Linked DNA regions of Mus musculus: region 1 is linked to region 2. Evidence: chromatin contacts called from public ChIA-PET data. All regions are on one chromosome and are shown on one strand. The core of a region is the stretch at or near the end of the contact, and the rest is flanking DNA. Distances in the headings are between cores, read along the strand shown.

Region 1 (6,161 bases), core at 1,111-3,610, 250 kb after region 2:
CGCCCGCCTATGGAGATGCCCCACTAATTAGTTGCTATTTTCACAACAGAGAAGTAAATGTGAGCATGACTGGGTAGGGAGCTAAACTTCGCTGCAATACACTCATGGCACATCTAGAGAGGTGTCATCTCTGTGCACAGCAATGTGAATAATGAATGAAGGTAGCCTGCTAGCACACTGGAAAAAACGTTCAGAACAAACAGGCTGTCCACATTTTAATATTTGGCTTCAATGAATTATCAGAGCTTCCATCGCGCTTTGGAATTTCCTCATCATAGAGCTTATATTTTTGGCAACAGGAACCCACCAGCAGACCAGCAGAGAGAAATACCTCAAGGACCACATTTACATTTAAGCTGATGTTTCAGCTAGAGACAGAAGAGTAATCTGTGTGTGTCCATCAAATTCTTGAAATCCCAGTGTTTGAACCAGAAGCACTGCACTCTTGGGATCAAGGAACCGAGGGACCCGCCACTGTTCTATCAACTAAATACAGCTTCTATCCAACACAAAGCGAAGAAAGTAAGGTTCTATGAGAGAGAGAGAGAGAGAGAGAGAGAGAGAGAGAGAGGGGCTGAGATTGAGATTGAGATTCTAGTGAGGCTCGGCCCTGAGTACCACTGGAATGTCTTCTTAATTAAAGAACTCAGAACAAAATTTGTGATCTATGTCATGTTCTCATTTGCATAAAACCCAACTAACTTAGAACTCAGATGGCTGGCTGATTAGCTAACTGTGAGGGCAGAGGTACACATGTATCTTCAACAGGCACACATTTTACATCAATGATATCTATTTTTATGAGATAAAAGTACTAAAGCTTTAATGGTGGCAATTAAAAGAGCCCAGAGTTTGAGTAGCTGGATGGCTGAGTCACAGACCTTTTACCTATAATGGGTCCCATTATATCTCCGAGCTCAGTTTGAGGGAGTAAAAGAGGAACAGATTTTTAAATACAGTTATAAAACAGCAGTACCCTTTGAGTCAAGCTGCTAGAGTTTAAACAGCTGTGTAAGTCAGCGTGGTCTTAGGACCAGCATCCACTCAGCAACACCCTTGGCTTCACTGAGATACTGTCCACCTGAAAATATTTAGCACTGAGTAATCTATTTCTGTTACCTTCACTACTGTGTCGAAAATATAGTATTTCAGGTGACTTCCGATCAGATATTTTCACTTTGCCTAAAGTACCAACACCTGTATTCTAACATTCTCATTTAAAATATAATTTAAGAGAAAAAGGAAAAGAAGACTGATATTCCCATTCAGAGGGGTTTTAAGCAATATTTATGTATCGGTATTGCTACACAATCTTCTCAAGGTCGTTTGGCACTGTTGGGTTAGAGTTATCAAAATAAGCACCAGTAAGATGGGCTGTGAGGAGTACAGGTAATTTCAGAGGAAGTACTAGTGAAGTTTCTCAAACAAACAAAAACAAAATTAATCTGAAGATCTATGAAGACTAGATTAAAATATTCCAGAACTGGAAACCTAAGTGAAACCTTCCAGTAATATGTATTTTTTTCCACTACAAAAGCAAAGCTTGGATGAGAGGAGCCACGGGAAGAGATATCCAATTACAGTATATACTTCTATGAGAAGTCACACGTAACACTAGGCCGTGGACAGTGACGAACTCAAAGGTGCAGAAGGAAAACTCTGAGAGGCCCCCACCGGGCCTCCAGTCCTCCCACGATATGTATAAAATGGTGCCCATTATGCCCAGAATAGTAAGGCTTAGGTAGACAAAATCCACACAGGTTGTGAACTGAGAAGTCTTACACCCTAATGACTAATCCTCAGACAGGAGGAGAAGCAGAAGGCACTGAAGGCCCGAGGCTGCCCAGCCTCAACCCCAGCAGAAGACCAGATGCGGTCAGGAGACTGGAGGTGGAGAAGGTTCACTGGGAAAAGCTCTAGTGAGACCTTGGAGGCTGGACACTGGCCTTGGGACATTGTGACCAGGAAGCCTCCAGGCTCCCAAATTCTTCCCAGCACACACAGAAGAGCCAGGGGCATGCAGCAGAACCAGGAGTCAGGGGCCAGGGCACAGCAGCACTGATGAGCACCGGCAGGTGCCCAGAGCCTTGGAAGCCTTCAGCACAGCCAAGGCTATCCCTATTCTGGCCACTTTGACAGAGGACCCTTGCAGCAACTCTGTAAAGTAATGGTTTAGAAGTCTGCCTTGGGGAGTATCCACCAACCTCCTCCTTCGTGTGCCTCCTGTATGGCCAGTCCTCCCCATCTGCACAGCCTTCTGCCCCGTGTCGTGCGCTAACTATTTCAGGTATTTACTGAGCCTCTTGACACATCTTCCTCCCACTCTCACCCGCTTCTCTCTTCCCCTGTAGAGAAGAGTCCTTGAAAGAGCAACGACATTTGCTGTCTTCACTTCCTCTCCTCCAGTGCTCTTCAGTCTGCTCTAACCACATTAATATTCCACAGCGCCTCTCTCTCTCTCTCTCTCTCTTTCTCTCTCTCTCTCTCTTGCCAAGGTGACCCCACCCCCACTGGCTGGCTCCTCAGCTCACCTGACCTACCAGCAACAGCCCACACAGCTGCTCACTCTGGCTGCCTCTTTCAAGCCGGCCAGGATGGCCCTTTCCCCTCCTTCCTTACACTTTCTGCCTGGCTTATCTTCCCCACCTGTCACTTCTGCGGTGCGCCAGTCTCATCTCTACCATGTTTCCAAGTCCGCATACTACCTCTAGCCTGGTGCTTTGCAAAGTCCTGCCTCCAGCTCAGACCTCTACCCTAAGCTGTGGGCCCCTCTCTCCAACAGTCCTGCCCAATATCCACTCTGACATGGCCACAGTCATCTGAGAGAGGGGAGGAAAAACTTCCTGGTTCTCTATCCACCTCCAGGACCCAGAATTGTCATCTGGTTCTTATTGTAATATTTTCCCAACAGTTCTATAGATTTGAAATTTGTAAAACTCCAAGCGAGGGACTGCACTGATCCATTTTCTTAGCTGGATCCTCTCACCCGCATGGCTCCCCTCATTCATGCTGTCTAGAATTTGTCTCTTTACTCTCTTAGGTTCTGACAGCACTCATGAGTCCATTCACCACAGGACAGAGCCAGGTGCTCAGTTCCCAGGAAGACTCCAGGCTGCCTGGTGACATCCCAGGATCTGCACACTAAAGTCACCTCCCTCAGCTAAACTGACTTCCACACCTGGGTTTCCTGACCCAATCAGAAATCTGCCTCCCTCCCTCTACCTGGCTCTGTCCATTACCAGTTAACACTTGCCTCCCCCAAGTCCTCCAGGTAACATGTCTCTTCCATGTTTCTGCAGTCCAGGCCGGGACAGAACTGCTTCTCATTCATCTCATGGTTTTGAAGCCCCGGGAGTCTTTCTGAATGGCCACTATCAGTGTAAATGGACTACACTTCTGCACAGTCCACCTAGGGCTCCCTGCCAGCTACACAAGTCAGAATCCCCCAGCACCAAGGATTAGGGCCTTGCCTGTGCTACGTTCCAGCTGGCCACCAGCCCCTTCACCCATGCACCACCATGGCAGTCACACCAAGGCACTTTGCTCTTTCCCAATCTAGAGCTTGGACAGATGGAAGCAGTCTCCAAATCCTCTCCATAAATCCACACTTGCTCTGCAACACTCAGTTCACTCACTCCACTCTCTTCATGGGGCCTTCCCTGATCTGTACGGGCAGGGCCAAGGCCCTCCCAAAGCCAAGGACCTCTCAGCATACCATACTGCCTGACTACTGACACCTTCTGGTTCTCTGCTCTCTGAAGGATAGGAGGATGGACAGGAGCATGGAACACAGATGCACTCCTTAGGCTGAGTGCTGCAAAGAACATCAAGTCTCACCACACCCTCAGGTGTGAGCACAGATGTCCGCTCTCAACCCTCAGTCTGGGTCCAGCAACATCTCACATGCTCTCTGTGCCTCTGGTACCCAGCCCAGGGAAGTAAACGTTTAGTTGAGCAAAAAGATTCTTTTTTGCTTGTTTGTTTTGGTTTTGGTTTTTTTGGTTTTTTCGAGACAGGGTTTCTCTGTGTAGCCCTGGCTGTCCTGGAACTCACTTTGTAGACCAGGCTGTCCTCGAACTCAGAAATCCGCCTGTCTCTGCCTCCTAAGTGCTGGGATTAAAGGCGTGCGCCACCACGCCCAGTGGTGATGTGTAAATGAGGGCACACTTTAGCCTTTGGGTCTGGGAGCACGGAGCTGTGCACTGATAAATTGCTACCTTGCCCCTTCCACCCGGCTCAAGCTTCACCTGTCTCCCCAGCCCCACAGATAACTTGGCGGTATAAAGTGTGGATTTATGGAGCAACTCCACAGACTTACTATGGCTGCACTTAGTTTTTGTCATGCAGACCAACCACTAAGTGATAACTGGGATTTTTCTTAAAAGGATAAAAAGCTAATTTCTGTGCCCTTATTTCTGGTTCTTGTAAAGAGACTGGCACATTGTAAATGAACAATGTGATGACTGGAGACTGAATGGGTGCATAGAAACAGAACAGAAAAGCACCCTGCGTGAGAGACCTGACAGATAACTCCCTACAGTAACCATGATCCCTTCACTCCTGAAGAGACAGACTGCCTTACAGAGGCACCCTGCCTCAACAGAAATCCGGAAGCGGTCTCAGAATTTCATCCCCTAACTAGGTGCAGACCTTTTTCTACTGTAGCTGAACTACAATGAGCATACTTTTTATTAATACCAAAAATGGCTTGTGATTGTTCACGACATTAAAATTAAAAGGGGCTGAGAGGGTACAGTGGTAGTGTAGTTATCTAATAAGTCCCAGGTTCCATTCTCTGAAGAGCTCCTGCATGCGTGCGTCCCTCCCTCTGCCCTTCCTGCTCCCTGTCCCCCTCAGGACTGTAAAGCTTTTCCGTGATCCTTCAGCAAAAGGGTAAGGCATGTGTGAGAATGCCCCCGAGCTCCTATCTCTGGCCACAGCCCTGGGTTGGGGTGGGTGCCTATTTCCTGGAGCTCGACCATAGCTTAAGGTAGAGCAGGGCAGGAGCAGAGCAGGACTGACTGGGAGGGACAGCCCCAGGGCATTCACAGCATATCAGCTCCTTTTCCCAGGACTCCGAGCCCACAGGGCCCCAGGTTTACTTGCATGGAGTCCATTCCTGCAGCAGCATGCCTTCTACAGTGTGACTCCTCAGCTCACCCCCTTGCCTTGTTTCCTGAGAGCATAGATAAACCTCAAGGTTTTCTCCTGAATTTTTCTAAACTGCCGACCACTTGCCTCAGGAACACAGAGAGAGCACGCCAGTCTTCCAGTCCTGTCCTGCCCTGTCCAGCTATCAGCCCTCACCTTCTCCCCACCCTTACGGCCACGTCTTTTTTGCTGAGGCCCATGTCATCGGTTGCATGGGTTCTTGAAGCAGTCTAGCCCAGAGTACGACAGATGTGCCACAAGCATAAAAATCACAACACATATCAAAGACTCAGGGCAAACAAACAGTCAAAACAAACGAAAACATCATTTTATATTAATTGCTATTTGTTGAAATGACAACAAATACTACACGTTAAAAATATTTTGTGTATATTTGGAACTAAATAACATATACTATAATTAAATAAACAATAAAATATACTACACATATGTATAAACTAAATAGACTATATACATATTTTATATACACACACTAAGATTCGCCTGTTTGACTTTGCGCTTTTAACATAATGGATGATTCTGTTTCACATCCTGTTCACACAGCACAGCACCACCCATGACCATTCACAGGTTCTGTGCTAACCTCACTCAGCACTCCTGTCTCCTCCAACCCCCCAACCTCCCTCCAGACTCTTCTTTCAGGGAGCTACCATGTAGCATTGGCTCTGGGTTCACCCTGGCCATTTGGAGAATCAGCAAGGACCCTTCCTTTCAGTAGGACGTCCCTGACACCACCCCCAAAACACCCTGCTAATAAACACACTCCATATCCAAATTCAGACAGACTCCGTGTGCTGTGCCCTGTGAATGTGATGGCCCAGACAATGGGCACAAGCTCTGGCCTCACTCCACTTAGAACACAATGGCGGGGATTGGGTCAAGGACACTAGCAGAATACAATAGCAAGAGATACTGCAACAATATCGCACTAACTGCAACAGTAACTTATGGACAACTGCTATGGGCCAGGCGTGGCACACCACTGGCTT
Region 2 (6,141 bases), core at 2,640-5,139:
GGAGAGCATCTGTCGAGGGGGTCTCACCTTTCAAGTGCACACACACAAAGCTCTCACCTGAGCCTTCCATCTGGGTGGCCTCAGAGGTTAGGTTTACAGGTCCAGGGGTGGGGTGTGTCTCTATTCAAAGTGCATTAATGGTTTGTGAGAGAAACCCATAAAGCGTGATGGTCTTGAAGTTTTTAGTTGATTATCAGGAAAGCGCTTTAGGGGTCCAGATCTGTGAAGCTTTATAAAAGACATTTCTTTCCATTTACAGGAATGGTTTGCACATGGCAGTAGTGCCTCACGGTTATGGTTGTAGCACACTGTATAGCTCAGTTAGGCAGGACCAGGCTGAAAAACCTCTTTTAACACACTGTTGAGGAATTCCCAAAACATACCAAAAATTCCCTGCTGGAGAAGGGTTTTGATTTTGGGGTTTTGATTTTTATTGCTGTTGTTTTGTTTTGTTTTTAATTCAGAAATAAACAAACACACAAGAAGCTGTCCCCTACTCTGCACTAGTTTGCTAAGGCTACCATTAGGAACTGCCGAGCTGGAGCCCGGCTTTGACTCTGCAGTGTCCCCCACTATCCTGGTACTATCCTGGTACTGTGTCCCCCACTATCCTGGTACTATCCTGGTACTGTCTTGGGAAGCTGCAAAGTAGCTACTGGAGACCAACCCTGAAAGTCATCCCTTCCTTCAGCCTCCTCCTCCGCTTCCTCATCCTCTGTCATATGAGGAACATCTGTCACATGCTGCAGCTACCACACCGGACTGCTCTATCCTACCCGACTCCGCCACCGTGAACTGGAACCCTCTGAGACAGGGAGCCAACACAAATCTTTCTTTCTATAAGATGCTTTGGCCTCAGCAACAAACACATTTGGCTTACACAATGGAAACTTGCTGCCTCACCTTCCAAAAGCCAAAAACCTGAAATCAACTCCGCAGCAGGGTTGTCTCCTTCTAAGAACACTAAGAGAATTTCTTGAGGCCACTTTCCTTAGCTTGTAGGTAACCATCTTCTCCCTCTGCCTCCACGCAGTTGTCTCTCTAAACATGTCTAAACTTCCCTTTCTTACAAGGGCACCATTCAGACTGGGTTGGAATGCGCTCTGATGACCTCATTTTAGCCTATCCGTCTCTATAAAGACCCTGTCTCAGATAAGGTCTCCTTCCAAGCTACCAAGGAGGAATTCAGCATGGGAATTGAGGCAGGGGATCCCATTTAGCTTGTAACATGTTCCTGAAGGTGTTCTGGTTTCAGAAAGCACAAAGTCACTTTGTTCCTGAGTTTCTCCATAAAGAGACAGACAAACAGGGAGTCTGAAAGGGCTCGTTTATGCCTAGGTTTCTTTGCCTCCTCTTTCAAGTAGAGAAAAAGAACTCAAATAAATGACTGCATAAGATTAGAACTAGCAGCTCACGACACCGAGGGACTGTGGAGGAACGCAGGGTCAGGATGAGGCTTCCGGATTAGCCCAAGGGCTGAGCAAGTGCGAGGCAGGAGCATGCCTCTCAAGGCAAGTGTGGAACCAAGGCCACTCTAATGACACTGTAATGACACTAAATGACATGGGCTACATACAACACCAGGAGCTGAGAAGGACTGGCCTTCAGTTAGCAGATGGAGGAAAAGCAGTTCAGCCTTGATGTCTAACAGATTCTTGTGTTGTTTCCTTTTGTTTCGTTTTGCCTTTTTACATCATTGTGCAGCTAGAGGAAGGTGCTCAGACCTTTAAGGATGGAGGCTGATCTCGATGACACATTCCTTTAACACTAGCACTGAGGACTAAGGCCAAAGGGTGGTGAGTTAAAGACCAGCTTGGGGCTATATTATGAGCCTCTCTCAAAAATTCTTAAGTAAGTAAATAATTGTATTATTGGGAACAAGACTACCTAGTACCATCTCTTCATTTTATGTCTGCGGTTGCTACTTCAATGTAATACAACAGAGGAATGCCATCAGCCCTCGGTCTGATTATTGCTTTCTTCCTAAGGGTGTAGGTCAGGTGAATACTGAACTCACTATAAAACCAACTTCCCACATTCTAGGATTGCTTGCAGACATGTGTTATCATGCCAGTTTGTATTGTATTATTTGTTTGTTTCTTTCTTGAGAGAGGAAGGGGTCTCATTCCATAGCTCAGGTGGACTTTAAACTCATAGCCAACCTCCTGCCTCAGCTTCCCAATATCTGGGTTTATAGGCATAAGCCGCCACACTCAGCCTTAATCTGATTTTCTTAAATATTTCCCTTTGTGTGATTTCTGTTCTCTATTAAATGTTATTTATTTAATGTGTAAGTCTGAGTCAAGCCCTCTCTTGTGTGGGGGTGTGGTGTGGGGGTGTGGTGTGGTGTGGGGGTGGGGGTGATGTGGGGGTGTGGTGTGGGGGTGGGGGTGATGTGGGGGTGTGGTGTGGTGTGGGGGTAGGGGTGATGTGGGGGTGTGGTGTGGGGGTGTGGGAAGTGCTTGAGTATTGCCGTGCAGGTGTGGAAGGTCAGAGAACAGCTTTGGGGAGTCTGTTTTTTCTTTCCACCATGTGGTACTCTGGAATCAAGCGCAGGGTCTTGGGCTTGGGCATAAGTGCCTTTGCCTGCTAAGCAGCCTCTCCAGCCCTGTTGCTGTTGCCGATACTGAGTTTTGTCTTTTGCTCGAAAGAATAAAACAGCCTTCAAAATCTCCAGAGATCCGTAACTTAACATGTACAGAATTATAAATTGTCTGACAACTTTTCCTGACATTTCTTTTCTGTGCAGACATGGAAAGTGTGTGCCTAGGAAAGAAGAAAGCAGGGGGATATGACGAGGAAAGGGATTTAATTTTAAGAAGAGAGAAGAGACTTCCACTTGAAGATGACAAAGAACGCACTGGCCACACAGGGGCAAGATGAAGTGGGAGTTTTTTAGAAGATATCACATCTTCTCTTTTGCTCTTTTGCAAGAGCTCACGATGGAGTGGAGTTAATCTTCATCGTTCTCCCGAGAAAGCACAAAATGAACCATCTTAAACTCAGGGAAAAAAAAAAAGCCCCCAACACCATCTGTTGCTCCGCTGAAGCGTTGTAGTGGGGGAGGGGACAAGCCAGTTGTTAAATGGGAAAGCAATCAGGCGCTCAGCTCCCCACACTGCCTTCTGCCTAGAAGCCAGGAAAGAGGTCCAACGAGAGGGTAGAGGATTCCTTTCCTGGGTGCCTGGATTATTAGCCATTGTACGTGGGTGGGTGCACTGGATTACAAACCAGGGTACGTGGGGAAAGACGTAGGTGGCACTTAACCGAAACGAGATAAGTCAAACCAAGGCGCCAAGGGCTGCTTAGGAAAGGATTTCCCTCCTTCAACCCCGATCAGTATCATCTGATGGTTGTTTACTTGTTAAACTATCGTTAGATTGAACATAAGTGTAAAAATAGTCTTAAAAACAAGGCGCAGCTCTCCATTATCCCAACAACACATGGCTTTGACTGTTTCAGAAAGGGAAATAAAATATTTAAAACAGGTTTTTATCTGGGCTGTGCGTCTAAACGTGCAACGGCCCCTTGGAACGGAGCCCTGGTGGAGCAGAGAAAAGCCGTGGGTTGTGGAGGGACGGCTGGCTTCCCGGTGATGTGGGACAAATGGCAGGTCAGTCACATCTAGTCGTTGATGGGGAATGAGAGCAGGCGTCCACTGACAGAAAACAAGCCTCCAGCCTCCACAGTCAGAGTCTCTCCGGGCTGTCCCCGTGCTTCAGGGTGACCCACAATAACAAAGCCCACGGGAGCAGTTTACTCAATAGCTTCGAGCATTGTCCTAACCGTGAATCTTTGCAGAGACTGAGACTTGGCCACCCTGGCAGTCGCGGCGACTCCCCCAACTCCGCAGCCCAGGGTTGGGCTGATACCTCGCGGCCGTGGTACTAGACGCTGCCGGAAGATGGCGCACGAAGATACCGACTCAATCGAGGGTGCCGAGAGCTACTGTGGACTGGGCGGCCGAAGAGGGATTTTGATTCATTAAAAAACATAAATTGTACTTGATGAACAACAATAATAATAATAAACTGACTACTGGATTCCACAGAGATGAATTTTTAAATCCCTGAAATCAAGTTATTTAAATTATTTAATTTAATTTGCTAAATTTCAGTAACTGCTATGTAATGGTGCATGCCGGGCGTTTAGGTTTTATAGCGTCTAAATGCTTCTCTTTACGGTGATTGCTGCAGTTGCACGGTCACCAGAGAACTCTGTCCCCATCTCCAAGCTGTGTAAACAAATTGAGGCGAGAGTAATTACACACTGAGAGGAAGGCAAGAAGAAGCCATGGAAGCCAGAGAGAGCCCCAGCGACAAAATAACACCTTAAAAGGGCTCAAAGATCAATGCTGGTGACTTTACTAAAATCATCCAGGGGGGCCAAACCTAAACTAAACAGTGCCTGGTGGTTCTTATAGCAGGATCTTCCTCTCAGGAAAATAAAATCTATAGTCACATTGATATTACACCTTAAACTGTTTAAGTTCGTGAATGTACATTTTAACTAGCTTCCCAGCTAGAAAATTTGTGCCCAGAAAAATCTAGAAACTTTGTTCCTCCTATGAGCAAGGAATGATTTCGGCAGCCAAATATAAGTCTTTTCATTAAAGGAACCCTCACATTCTCCTTTGTGAAGTTCCAACGTGCACGCCATATTTGCACGAACAGCTATGTCTAATTTGCACAAACAGGAAGTTGCACACGAATATATTATCTTAAATCTGTGTGTGTGCGCGCGCGAGCACATGCACACGTGTGTGCATATGGGGGTATACATGCTGTCTGCACACTACGCTTCTCCATTGTTTTCGGCATAACTGATTTTGGCACCAGCTCGTTAGCACTTTGGAAGGGCCTTCATTAGCACTGGGACAGTAGCCAAAAGGAATCCAGAAAAATCAACACATGGCTGCTCCTGTTCTCACGATAAACGACAGCTTTCCTGGAAAACAACAACATTCGAGAAGCAAAACAAAAACCCACAGCAACAAGAGCGCAACAACATGAACACAGGAAGTCAGACATCACCAACTAGGAGTTTTTTAATTTTTAAATTTATTTACTTATTCAGATTTTTTTTTTTTTTTACAATTCTGGGTACTCTCACCCAATTAAAGATATAAATAACAAAAGTACATTAGGAACCCAAGGGGAAGAAACTAGGCTTTGTAGTGGGGGGAGATGCTGGGAAACAGCCTGGCATTTGCGGCCACACCAACCCCCAAACCAAAAGTGGTCCACGGAAACTTCCATGCCTAATCCACGGTTCTTTGGAACCTGAGTTCTGACAAGAGCCCTTCTGGGAAAACAGAATTCCCCTCTTTGTGTGAATATCTCATCTCGAAACCGGTAGTAGGAAGTTGGGTTGCTCAGGTACTTTGATAGTATTCTGGGAAAACGGTGATATCTAAACTGGTCAAAACTGGTAGCAAACCATATAGCTTGTTAGCCTAATACAGGTCCTCACACTCATGCCGTAGCCAAAGCAGTAGCCAAATCATACAGGACGGTTCCTCAAAGGGTTAACTCTTTGCAAGTCAGCTGTCAAAAGGAAGCATGCTGGTCTTTTAAGACTCCATGGAGGCTTTGCCCTAGACTGCCCTTCCCACTGGGTCTCAAGAGAAGGCACCGGGCTTGGCCCCTCCTCCTTAGCCCTTTGCCCTCTCTGCCCTGGGTTTCTGTTAGAGTTTCTCAATTGTTTGCACTGAACTTTCTTGAAATTTCTCAAGGAAAGGGGAGAGAGGAACGAGAAGGCAGTGAAATAAAGGTAGAAAAAGTCCGGAGCATGCATTAGTCACGTGATCCAGAACAAGCCATGAATACACAAGGGCCAAGGGAAAGCAGTGTCTACCTGGAAGCCCTCAGTGTGGCACTCACTCAAGGTGGTACTCACTCAGGGTGGCACTCACTCACTTAGGGTGATACTGAGGGTGGCACTCACTCAGGGTGGTACTCACTCAGGGTGGTACTCACTCACTTAGGGTGGTACTCAGGGTGGCACTCACTCACTTAGGGCGGTACTCAGGGTGGTACTCACTCAGGGTGGCACTCACTCACTTAGGGTGATACTGAGGGTGGCACTCACTCAGGGTGGTACTCAAGTCCTGAGAAGAAAGGAAGCTGCCTGTGCATAAGT

Evidence for each region. ChIA-PET counts read pairs in DNA pulled down with a chosen protein or histone mark.
Region 1: a contact with region 2 is called in an RNA polymerase II ChIA-PET map of memory CD8 T cells, with 199 read pairs. The contact joins two enhancer-like sites. A contact is called at or near these places in 2 of 15 datasets of contacts at CTCF or cohesin (large pre-B cells and pro-B cells), 13 of 484 Hi-C or Micro-C datasets (B cells, CD4 T cells, CD8 T cells and 7 more) and 10 of 115 datasets of contacts at active chromatin or transcription factors (the 230-238 cell line, bone marrow-derived macrophages, craniofacial prominence and 7 more).

The regions. Positions count from the first base shown.
Region 1 is chr4:8,771,335-8,777,495 of GRCm38.p6, reverse strand. All of the region lies in intron 2 of Chd7 (chromodomain helicase DNA binding protein 7), which reads right to left. Among named protein-coding and RNA genes, the nearest start is that of Gm46841, 57 kb to the right of the region's middle. Within about 2 kb of position 2,360, at least 88 of the 459 cell types and tissues checked have an H3K27ac peak or open chromatin away from gene starts, as enhancers often do. A contact at or near this core is called in the 230-238 cell line, B cells, CD8 T cells and 1 more, where this site is marked.
Region 2 is chr4:9,025,704-9,031,844 of GRCm38.p6, reverse strand. No RefSeq gene overlaps it. Among named protein-coding and RNA genes, the nearest start is that of Gm34428, 20 kb to the right of the region's middle. Within about 2 kb of position 3,889, at least 164 of the 459 cell types and tissues checked have an H3K27ac peak or open chromatin away from gene starts, as enhancers often do. A contact at or near this core is called in the 230-238 cell line, B cells, CD8 T cells and 1 more, where this site is marked.